2 separate regions of the Sus scrofa genome follow, and region 1 is linked to region 2. Evidence: chromatin contacts called from public HiChIP or PLAC-seq data. All regions are on one chromosome and are shown on one strand. Each heading gives the region's core, a stretch centred on a gene start, on an enhancer-like site or on the middle of the called end of the contact. The rest is flanking DNA. Distances are from core to core; before and after follow the strand shown.

Region 1 (5,593 bases), core at 441-2,940, 92 kb before region 2:
TAACTCCCACCACCAGCCTGGTCCTCGGGAATTTCCAGCTGCCACTAGGCGCACAGAAGCACAGGTACACGCGCCTTGGTTGATGGAGACGCCTTGCCAACTGCTGGCTCGGGCTCCACGCCCACATCCCACCTGGATGGAAACACCCCAGGGCAGGTGGGCTCTCCTCAGTCTCCTAGCAACGCAGAGAAGCATCTTGTCTTAGGACCACTGACCCCGACCCTGACCCCCATCCTCCCTCCTGCCTCTCCACTGCTGCCCCTTCTTCTGTCCAGCCTTGGCTCTGAGGCCCTGACCGATCTGCTGCTTTCCAAGCTCTCCCCCAGACCGGCTGCCACCCTGCGCCTGGTGGCCAACCTTCCCTAAGCACCAGAGATGAGCCTGTACTCATTTTCAAATGCTCACACACAATATGGGAATTTAATTTTTTGCATAAAATATTTTTAAATAGTACCTGTTTCAGAAAAGATTCCAGAGCTGAATGTGCAGCTTTTTTCAATTCCATGTTTGGATGGCTACACCATTTTGACAGGACTTCAAATAAGGAAACGTAGTTGTCCAGAAGGCAAGTGCTAAACTGGGAGGCATGCAGCGTAAATAAGCACAGGCCAGCTGCAGATGCAAAACACATCACACTTAGAGTAGGACAACCAAGGGTGGAACAAGTGTCAAAAGTCAAACTGTGCTCCCCAAGCTCCAGCATCATTACTAATCATCGCTAATGACATAGGACCCTCTCAGACCTCCACTGGAACCAAGAGGGCCATGACTTGGCCAATGACCCCAAAACAAGCATCAGAAGTAGGATCGGGATTTGTTTAGATAAAGTCAGAATCAAACAATCTGAATTCCCTGAAAGTTGCTCTAAAGCAGTTTTCTGAAGTCACATAATCTAAATGTGACCACCTCTGCCTGCCACCTCTGCCTGTGTAAACTCCCATCAATTACCACATAGGCATGTCAGTCACAGGTGTCATCATGCTCTCATTCACAATTTAAGCAAAAGTTCACTCAAGGCATCAACTTAATCGGAAACATTCCACTTCATTAAATGTAGACTCTTACCCAAAGGCACCGCATATCTCTTCAGATCAATCTATCAAAAAAAAATTTACCATCAGTGTTTGACAATCACAAGTTTCAACTGTAAAGGAATTAGAGAAAATATTCATCCTACCTGAGGACGGATTGCCTTTAATGCAAAATCAAAAATCTCCCTTGAAGTCTGGGGATCTGGGGAAAAAGAGAACACAGGCTGTCAGATCACAAGTGCATCAAGGACACACCTCACAAGAACCCTACAAGCAACCTAGTTCAGGCGGCACCCTCGCCAAGCCTTCACTCCGCTGACCCTTAAGCACCCGTCAGCTTGTGCTCTGAACCCCACTGGAGCTGCCTGTGCCGAGCTAGACACAAGCCAGTTCCTGGCAGCAGACTCCCTGCTTCTCTGCACTGGCTCCAGAGCTAACCCTGCTCATGCTCTCAGCTCCTCTCTGAAGACGTCGGAAGCCGGCTCCTTCCCCCGCAGGATCCAGCCCTACAGATGCTTGGAGGCTGCGGAGCCACCACAGCTAAACGTAACCAACACAGAAAGCGCAGCTTCCGCCTGCCGCTCAGCAACCTGGGCAAGACTTTAGCTGCTCACGCCCGCCGAGGCCACGCCCCCGATGCCTTCAGCTGGTCAGCCACTGGCACAGCTGCTCCCTATAGGAAAACCAGGGCTCGCCTTAGAAGCCCCTCACACTTGGCCCCCACAGGCTGGGCAAGCTCACCACTAGAGTGCCACATCAGGCAGCCCAGCCCTCCTGAGCCTGCCTGCCACAGCCGCAGGCTGCCGCCGGGTACTCACAGGCCACTCCGCCTGGCATGCCCTTCCCAGCCGGCTCTGTGCCAGCCTGCAGGCCGTCGCCTCTCGTTCCCCCTTGAGGAGAACCACCCGCTGTGCCTCTTCCATCTCCCCACACTCCCACATGCCTATTCACTGCACCCAGCGTGTCTGCCCAAAGAAGCGCTGAAACCTGCGAAGCGCCTCATCTGTCTCCTGCAGACACTCACCATGGCAAGGAGCTGGGGACTCTCATCACTTCGCCCAAAGCATCAGTCGGCAGACAAAAGGCACCCAGCAACTAGGTGTCCCATGAATGAGCGGGTGGGTATGCAGCCCTGGTGCCTGCGGTCACAGAATCACACTACGCCCAACATCTACATTTTAGCCTCATGCCCAGGCTTAAACCTCAATCTTGCCACAGGCTGGTTAGATTAGCTTCCTGTTGCTGTTGTAATAAATTATCATAAACTTAGTGGCTTAAAACCACACAAACTTATTACCATGTAGTCCTGGAAGTTGAGAACTCTGAAATGGATGGCACTGAGCTAAAATCAAGGTGTCAGGTCATGATGAAAGGTCTGGGAAGTCTTTTAGATGAGGTGCTGCTAGAGGAGCCAGGGATGTGTGGGTTGGGAACTAGAAAGGTATGAAGGAAACATGCCAAAATATTAGCAACATGTGTTTCTTAATGGTGGACTAACAGGTGATTTTCGTTTTCTTTTTTATTAGTTCTGGATTTCCTATGAGGAACATATTTTTAGAGTAAGAAAAACATCTTCATAAAGCATAATTACAAGACTGAAAAAATAAAATAAAGGGGGGTGGGGGGCAGGGAAGGATTCCGAGCTCCCCTCCTCCCACAGACACACCACGATCACAGCTCCAAGTAGAAAAACTTTGTCTGAGAACGACCTCAAGACACAACTGAAGACACCAAGGAACAGCCACTCAAAGGGGCAGTTCTGCCTGGCCCACGCCCCCAGCATTCTGTCGGCGAGAGGGAATCACAGCCCTGGAGGCTCCTCCGAAGAACAAGGTCTCCACCCCACATCGGGCTCCGCAGCCGGAGAAGCTGCACCCACAGGAGGAGTGCCTACAACACCTGAGAGAGCTGGAGGCCTGCAGGAAACCAGGGCCAGAGTTCCAGTGGCGCAGAGGCAGCAGCTGGAAAAAGCAGCCAGAGCTCCCAGGAAGGAGAGTCCTGGGCTAACTTATACAGAGGGTGGGGGGCAGCGATGTGTTGGCAGTCTCAGGGTACAGAGGGGCTGGTGGGGACCAGCCTCTGCGTGTGGGCTTCTGTTTGTGTGGCTCATCCTCCAGCTAGCTGGCCAGACTCGCAAGCACCTTTCCCGACTCCCCACCTAACCCATCAGCACCGCTCACCCTGCCCTGGTTTCACCTGTGGACCCGATCCAGCTGCTCTCCTCCAAGCCATCCCCCACCAGCCCTGGTGGGCACCCTCGGCCACACCAGAGCCCCAAAGCGCCCCTGCCATACCAGGTGCCCCTGACCAGCACCAGCATCCTTCCAAAGCGGCTCTCGCCCCAAGGGCTGGCCACCTTGAGTGCTGTCAAGGATGCAGAGAAAAGGGAACCACTGATGGAAATGTAAACTGGTGCAACCACTGTGGAAAAACGTGTGGAGGTTCCTCAAAAAATTAAAAATAAAACTATGGTGTGATCCAGAAAATCCCACTCCTGTGTATTTACCCGATGGAAATGAAACCACTAATCAGAAAAGACACATGCGGGAGTTCCTGTCGTGGCGCAGTGGTTAACGAATCCGACTAGGAACCATGAGGTTGCGGATTCGGGCCCTGCCCTTGCTCAGTGGGTTAACGATCCGGCGTTGCCGTGAGCTGTGGCGTAGGTTGCAGACGCAGCTCGGATCCTGCGTTGCTGTGGCTCTGGCGTAGGCCGGTGGCTATAGCTCCGATTTGACCCCTAGCCCGGGAACCTCCATATGCCGCGGAAGCGGCCCAAAGAAATAGCAAAAAGACAAAAAAAAAAAAAAAAAGAAAAGACACATGCACCCCAATATTCATAACAGCATTATCTATAACAGCCAAGACAGGGAAGCAACCTAAGTGCCCATCAAGAGATGAATGGATAAAGGTACACATCTGTGTGTGTATCTGTAGGACTGCGACTCAGCTGGAACAAAGAATGAAGTCTTGCCACCTGCAGCTCCATGGATGGTCCTAGACGACACTGCGCTCAGTGAAACAAGTCACAGAAAGAAATATATCATGTGATCTCACCTACATGCGGGGGCCTAAAAAACAGATGAACAAGCCTAACAAAACTGACGCAGACTCACATATACAGAGAACAAACAGATGGTTGTCAGAGGGAAGGGAGGTGGGAGAATGAGTCAAACAGGTGAGGAAGATTAAGAGGTAGAAACGTCCAGTTATAAAATACTGAGTCCCAGAGATGTAATGCACAGCACCAGGACACAGTCAACAACACTATGACAACTTTGTTGGTGACAGACGGTTTCCTATGGTACTTAATTGTCAGATCACTATGCCGTACACCTGAAACAATCAACATATTGCATTGCAACACTTCAATTAAAGAAGCAAAATAATAGAAGTTCCCACTGTGGCACACCAGGTTAAGGATCAAGCGTTGCTACTGCTGCAGCACTGGTTGCAGGTGCAGCTTAGATTTGATCCCTGGCCCAGGAACTCCCATATGCTTTGGGTACAGCAAAAAAAAAAAAAAAAGCAAAATAACAAAGTCAAGGTGCCATCACGGTGTGTTCCTTTCTAGAGGCTTAAGGGCTGCCTCTTCCTGCTCACACCCCTGGCTTGGGCCCTTCTCAAAGCCAACCTCCTGGCGTCACAGCGCAGCTCTGACTACTGCCCCTCCTTCACAGTTAAGTGCCCTGTGATAGCCAGGTCCCCAGGTCAGCAGACAAACATCTCCAGCCCCAACTCCCCTCTGCCGTGTGCCCTAACGGTCACGGGGCTGGGGTCACAGTGCCGTGATTCTGCCCACCTCACTACCTGAAGGACAAAGAAGTTACTTACCTTAGTTCTAGTTTGCTAGCCTGTAAAACAAAGAGATTATCACCCACCTTAGCGAAAATTCCTACAGGAATTTTCCTTGCAACATGAATAATCTTTAGTACACATTACATGACCAATAAGTGTTATTATTTTTCCTGTTCACCAAATGTCAATTAATGAGAAGCAAAAGCAACATTCCCTGCCACTACAGTCAGGTGACGGAAATAAACATACACTTGGTGGATTAAAAACACGTCACGGGAGCTGCGATAGAGAGGACTACAGAGGCCAGAGGAGGCGCCTCTCACGGGGGAGAAGAAAGGCTCCAGCAATCAGGAGATCTTTGAGCAGCAATGTGACAGAGCAAGAAGGGGCCACAGACCAGGCGTGGGCAGGCGGGGAGAGGGCAAGGAAGGGAAACCAGGCAGAACTGCCCCAGCGCTCTCAGTCAGAGGCAGCAAAGAAGGGATAAGCAGCAACAGTGGCTGAAACATACAAAAGTCCTGTTTTCACAGGTAAAAAATCATGGCATAGTGGCAATTTCTTAAGTTCCTATCTAATAAAAGCAAACACAGGTAGGAAGTAGAAAAATTTGGCAGTTACCAGAGCAAAAATGTTAAGGAAGAGCAAAAAGATTTTTTTCCCTTTTTTTTTTTGTCTTTTGTTGTTGTTGTTGTTGCTATTTCTTGGGCCGCTCCCACGGCATATGGAGGTTCCCAGGCTAGGGGTCGAATCGGAGCTGTAGCCAC
Region 2 (5,949 bases), core at 2,919-5,418:
GGTACAGGGCCACAGCCCGCGCCCACCTCTGAACACCTTCTGCTGCTTGCAGGTGAGCCCTTGTGGGCGATAGGCAGGACCTGGCGATGGCCACAGCATCTCGGAGTCCCAGCAGGTGCACCCCAGCAGGTGCTCTTAGCCAAGGGAGGCTCCTCTTGTGGCCTGGGCAGGTGGGCAAAGGCTGAGCTTGGTCGACCTGAAGCTTCTGGGGTGGAACTCTTGGTTCTGAGCGTTAAATTCTTGGGTGAAGAGGATGGATGCACTGCACGAAAGCCCCCTGGACCATCAGAGGCGGCAGTGCGGCGATGCGAGGGTCTTGACTCCTGGTCCTCAAGGCTGGGTCGTTGATGGGAGGCTGGAGCAGTTTAGAGACGGGTTCAGAGGAAGACAGGGCTGTCCTGTGCTTACCAGATGCAGGGGTGCCGTTAATTCCCCTTTTGGCGGCAGGTGGTGCAGGACGCTGTCTTCCTCCTTCCTGCCCAGCCTGTCCCCGCCACCGGCTCCGTGGCGGTGACGGAGCTGGATGACGCCACCTCGCGGTCTGTCTCCTGGTGGAGACGCCGCTCTGGCTGCATCACCCCGCCCGGCCAGGCTGTCATCCACAGAGGGCACTGCCCACCCTCGTAAGGCACAGGAAAGGAACTTGGTCCACACGGACACAAACGCGTCCTTACTTCTCCTGGCTAAACTTATCACGCATGCGGATGTATGAGGACGCTCCTCTCTGAACCCGGGCAGCCGTGCTCTTTCTGAAGTGGTGATCATGACTATGGGCCTGAGGGCGCGCCTGCCCTGACGGCCCGGCCCTGGGCAGCTGTGCCTTCCCGATAAGCCAGGCCGGCGCCCTCCTGCCCCAATGCGGTCCCGGGTGGGCTGCACGGCTCGGGGAGGGACCCAGGACACCTGGCCTCGAGAGGCAAGAGGGCTTTGACCCCCTGCGGGCTTTTGCCCTCTCTGCTGCCCCGTGGTGCTTGTCCCTGCCCCCAGTTCCCTCCCTGATGGGCCAGCAGCTGTCAGGGTGGAGGTTGGGACAACTTGCTGTCTGTCTGCTGGTCCATCTGTCCATCCACCAGGGTCCCCACCTGACCTGCTCCAGCCCAGCTCCTGAACCCCGCCCAGTGTGTGGAGCAGGCTGGGTGGTGTTGGTCTATTTGTGGTTCTGCTTCAGGAACTGTGGGACCAAGGGCTGGCTTTTCCATGTGAGCAGCTGTGCTAGTGCTAGAGTTAGTCATGGGACAATTATTCACCGACATGTACACATACATTTTTTCCCTGAGAGGCATTTGTATCTTTTTCTTAAGCTCAAATATGCAAAGACTTTCTTACCCCTTTACAAACCAGACATTTTGTTTCCCACAGTCTCTTGCAAACACCTTCACCTCTTCCTTGTTCAGGTTTCACCCACATGAGCTCATTATTGTCCTGGGACACAGTGGTCCTGGGGACACAGCCCTCGGTGCCAGACTCCCTCCTCACACCTCTGCTGCATTATCCACACTGCTTGCTGAGCCCAAAGCTAAGGCTTCATTGCTATTTTTTAGGTGGGAAAATATGAATTTATCTTAAGTCTTTCAAAAATGCCTGAGCTGCTGCTTCTTTTTTCCTGCTTTTTAGGGCCTCACCCATGGCATTTGGAGGTTCCTAGGATAGCGGTCGAATTGGAGCTGTAACTGCTGGCTTACACCACAGCTACAGCAACACCAGATCCGAGCCACATCTACGACCTACACCACAGCTCGTGGCAACAACGGATCCTTAACCCTCTGAGCGAGGCCAGGGATTGAACTCGCAACCTCACAGTTCCTAGTCAGATTCGTTTCCACTGCACCACAAGGGGAACTCCAAAAATGCCTGAGCTTCTTAAGCAATTGACACCTGCTTTGGGCCTCGGTGTTTTTATGTGCGAAGTGAAGAGAGGGGCTTCAAATCCTTGGAGGAGCCCAGGGATCCCGGTCTCCCTGGAGGGCTGCTGGGATGCAGGGTGGAGCCTGCCGGACTGTTTCAGCCAGAGACATTCCACGTGTGGCCCACACTCAGAGCATTCCGATACGTTTTCACTTGAAGAAGGAAGGCCGTGACTAAAGGGGAAGTTACTGCGTGATTTCTGACAGTATCAAAATGCAATGAAATTGTTTTTTGAAAAGACTGAGATGAAATTAGGTAGCATTAAAAAAATTATCCATTTTATTTTTTAAAATTTATTTAAATTTTTTTTTTTGGCTTTTAGGGCCACACATGCAGCATATGGATGTTCCCAGACTAGGGGTCAAATCCATGCTACAGCTGCTGTCCTACACCACGGCCATAGCAACTCGGGATCCGAGCTGCGTCTGAGACCTACACCGCAGCTCATGGTAACACCAGATCTTTAACCCACTGAGTGAGGCCAGGGATCCAACCTGCATCTTCATGGATGCTGGTCAGATTCATTTCTGCTGAGCCATGACCGGAGCTCCTAAAGTTGCCTGTTTTAAAGTGGGCAGTTCAGGGACATTTAGCGCACTGACAATGTGGTGCCATCACCCTGATCCCATCATCAGTCCCTCTCGGTCCCACTCTCTTCCGGAGCCTGCCACCCCCAGTGCCCTTTCTGCCCCTGCTCTGGACGGTTCAGGTAAATGGAATCCTGATGCGTGAGCCTCTGTGTCCGAGTTCTTCCCCGGGGCCTTGGGTTCGAGGTTCCTTGAGTCGTGAGGTGTCTATTCTTCCATCCCTTTGCTGTGTCTGAGTAATACCCATGCGGTAGGAACACACGTGTTGTGCACCCGTCCGTGAGGGTGCTGCACCTGCTCCCAGCTTCTGATTATTGAGAAGATGCTGCCGTGAATGTGTGTGCTGGGGATGTGAGCTGGCTCCAATTCTCTGGGGGCATCAGGATTGCAGCTGTGAGACCCTTAAAGGGGGACAGTGAGTGCCTTGTTTTCCATTCCCTTTGTAAGTTTTTTTTTTTTTTTTAATATTTTTGTTTGTTTTGCTGTGCCTGTGACATTTGGAACTTCATGGGCCAGGGGTCGAACCTGTACCACAGCAGCGACAACATCAGATCCTTAACCCACTGAGCCACCAGAGAACTCCCTGTAAGGTGTTTTTATGGAACAGAATTTAAAAATTTTAATTGAGTCAGATTTTGCTTTCTAAAAGGTACAGCCTTGCCTTTGTCATCTGTCCCTAATACTCTTCATTTTGTTTTGTTTTGTTTTTTGTTTTTTGTCTTTTTAGGGCTGCACCTGTGACATATGGAAGTTCCCAGGCTAGGGGTTGAATAGGAGCCTTGGGAGGTAAGGACGAGGGAGAGGACAGCACTCGTGGTTTCAAGTGCTGCCAAGGTGCACATACTGGAACCACAGGTAAGAGGCCACAGGTTGGAGATCTGAGGCTACAGGTGCCCCTGAGCTCTTTCACCAAGAGGAGGGGGCACCCTCTTCCTGGGGGGTGGAGGTGGGAGTCACCTAGGAAGCAGCAGCTTGGCCACGCGGAATGCCCTGCTGGGAAGGGGGGTCTGTGGGGCCAGGATTGTGCTTATGCCACACCGTCTGCTGGCTGAGCACAGGATGGGAGGGCCCGGGCTCCTTGCTCAGGTGCTCGGGCTTCATGGACCTGCTCCCATGGCTCCTCCTGCCCTTTGCAATGTGACCCGCTGTGCTCTGCCTCCTTTGTGCAGCTCATTCTCAGGCAAAAGGCGCTCCCTGCACTGACTGGCCTCCTCCGGGCATCCCACTAGAGTCACCTCCTCAGTGTGCATCTCGAGCTGGGCTCGGCACTGCAGAGGTGCATGTGGGTCACTGTGCAAGCTGGAGATTTTGTGTTGGGGACATTATGGGGCAACTTGCGTGCTAGTTGTACTAAGTGTGTCTGCGTAGCAAGGGCGACCTTCAGGACCTCTGACCCTGCAGGAAGCAGTGGCACACGGCCAGGCTCCACGGTCACATCCTGACGGCTGCTGTTTGTACCCAGTTTCCTGAGGTGGAGGAGACAAAGGCCTCTTCTTGGTCCCAGGTGCCAGCCTGGCCAGGCAAAGACAAAGGGACACTTAGATAAAGTCTCCAGACACCCGCTTAGCTGCAAAATTGCCTCTCCAGCGTCGCATGTTGTGCAAGTCTGCAGATCTTCAAGTGAATTTCTGGAGCTGGCTCCAGTGAGCCTGTGCTCTAACTTCTCCTTCTGCCGTGGGAGGGAACAGGGAAGGGATTAGCTGTCTTTTTTCCCCTTCCAGAGAACTGCCAAAACAATTTGGACTCTCCCAGATGGAGCCAGTTTTGAATTGTGGTTCTCTGGAGGCTGCTTTGGAAGAAGACTCAGCAGTTCTGAGAACCCCGCTGCTGGGGCTGCCAACCTGCTCGTTTCCCTGGCTGCAGCCTCTGTTCCCTGGCGTCGGGTCAGCACGGCCCCGCGCTCTCCGTGGGCTCACAGCCGCGGCCTGGCCCTGGCCTGCTGGTCGCAGGGGCCCCAGGCAGTGCGTGGGCGGAGGCTGGGCTCTGGCTGCCTTGTCCCTCCTGGGGCCGGCACCCCCGGCTGGGGTGCACGTGGCTTGGGTGCCTCCTGGAGCTGAGACGGAAGGTGACAAGGATTGGGTCGGGTCAGAGGGAGTCATGATCATCCGCGAGCACAGGGTCAGAGTGCCAGGCGCCTTTGGATGGAGTGGGGAGCAGAGGGGTAGAGGACTGACTGGACTCGGGCTGTCCCTGTGTCTGTCCCTGGGAGCGGGTTGCAGAGCCCTGGTCTTGATTTCTGGCTTGATTCAGAGAGGAGGAATGGGCCTTCTGTAGCCAGAGGGTGTGCGTGTTCAGCCGGTTTCAGGGGGCTGCCCGTGACAGGGGCTGCTGCTGAGGAAGTGAGGTCCTGGGCTGGCAGTGGCTGGAGGGAGTGTGTGCCATCGTCCCCTCTCACAGACCTTTCCCTGGAAGAGAAACACACCTAAGCCCAGAGTGGTTAGCTGCTCTTCCCAGCAACACACCGGGCAAGGGTGGGACTCAAGTCAGACCTGGCGCCCGCCAACCACCCTGTGCCTGGAGCCTCACCACTGCCGTTCACAGCTTTGGGTTGAGCCCTGAAGTGTTTTGATGACCCTTCTCATGGTTGTCTTTTGGCATCAAAATAAATGTGGAAATGAGAGGCCTGGTGGTTGACCCTGAAGGCTGGGGCCTGTCCTCTGCACCTGGTGCTGGGAACAGAGGGTAAAAGACCCTGTTTGCTGCTCCTGGGGAGGCAGGTTGGGAAGCAGACCCTGGACGCACAGCATCGTCATCTCCATGGTGCATGTGAGCAGGAGAAGAGTTGCTGAGGAGGGCTGGCAGAGCAACCGCAGATCAAGAAGCTCAAGTAGGAGCTCCCTGGTGGCTCAGCAGGTCAAGGACCTGGTATTGTCGCTGCTGGGGCTCTAGTGTAGGTTCCATTCCTGGCCCGGTAACTTCTGCCTACTGCAGGTGCAATAAAAATAAATAAATAAATAAAAATAAAAGAAGACGTTAAAAAAAAGTAAAAGCACATCAGCTTGTTTGGGGTAGTGTTTCCATTGTTTTGGTAAAAACATAATACAGAGCAGGTATGAGCTAAAAAATGCAAGTTGTATAATTGCCATGATTCCACATATGCTCCTGTGTTTGCACATAAAACTGGTATTCTGTAATAAAAGCTGAGCAGTAAAATTCATGCTAATAATCAAAACTGTAATTATTGTTTACCTTTGAACTGTTGTTTGAAACAACAGTTCAAACGATAACTATTGTTTAAATTATTGAAGCTTTAAATAGCAGAAAGCAAACATCATGACCAGTGAGGAGAGACCACTCGGAGAGGAAAAAGCTGCTTATTTCAGTTCCGTTCCTGGCACCTTCACCCTTTGCTGGGCGCTGCAAGCTGTGGCCTGAGTAGACAGGCAGGGGGGAAAGGTGAAGCGTTTGTGCTTTGTTAGTGGACATGCTGATTCTGAATCTGCGCATTCTGGATTTG

What was found. HiChIP or PLAC-seq counts read pairs in DNA pulled down with a chosen protein or histone mark.
Region 1: a contact with region 2 is called in an H3K27ac HiChIP or PLAC-seq map of skeletal muscle. The contact joins two enhancer-like sites. A contact is called at or near these places in 1 of 5 promoter capture datasets (liver), 3 of 47 Hi-C or Micro-C datasets (liver and skeletal muscle) and 1 of 2 datasets of contacts at active chromatin or transcription factors (skeletal muscle).

What each region holds. Positions count from the first base shown.
Region 1 is chr4:79,694,613-79,700,205 of Sscrofa11.1, reverse strand. PRKDC (DNA-dependent protein kinase catalytic subunit) reads right to left here. Exons shown (of 86, transcript XM_021089419.1): 8 at 1,178-1,233; 9 at 1,066-1,096; 10 at 455-612. Among named protein-coding and RNA genes, the nearest start is that of PRKDC, 10 kb to the right of the region's middle. Within about 2 kb of position 1,690, at least 5 of the 83 cell types and tissues checked have an H3K27ac peak or open chromatin away from gene starts, as enhancers often do. A contact at or near this core is called in skeletal muscle, where this site is marked.
Region 2 is chr4:79,604,675-79,610,623 of Sscrofa11.1, reverse strand. No RefSeq gene overlaps it. Among named protein-coding and RNA genes, the nearest start is that of UBE2V2, 45 kb to the left of the region's middle. Within about 2 kb of position 4,168, at least 28 of the 83 cell types and tissues checked have an H3K27ac peak or open chromatin away from gene starts, as enhancers often do. A contact at or near this core is called in skeletal muscle, where this site is marked.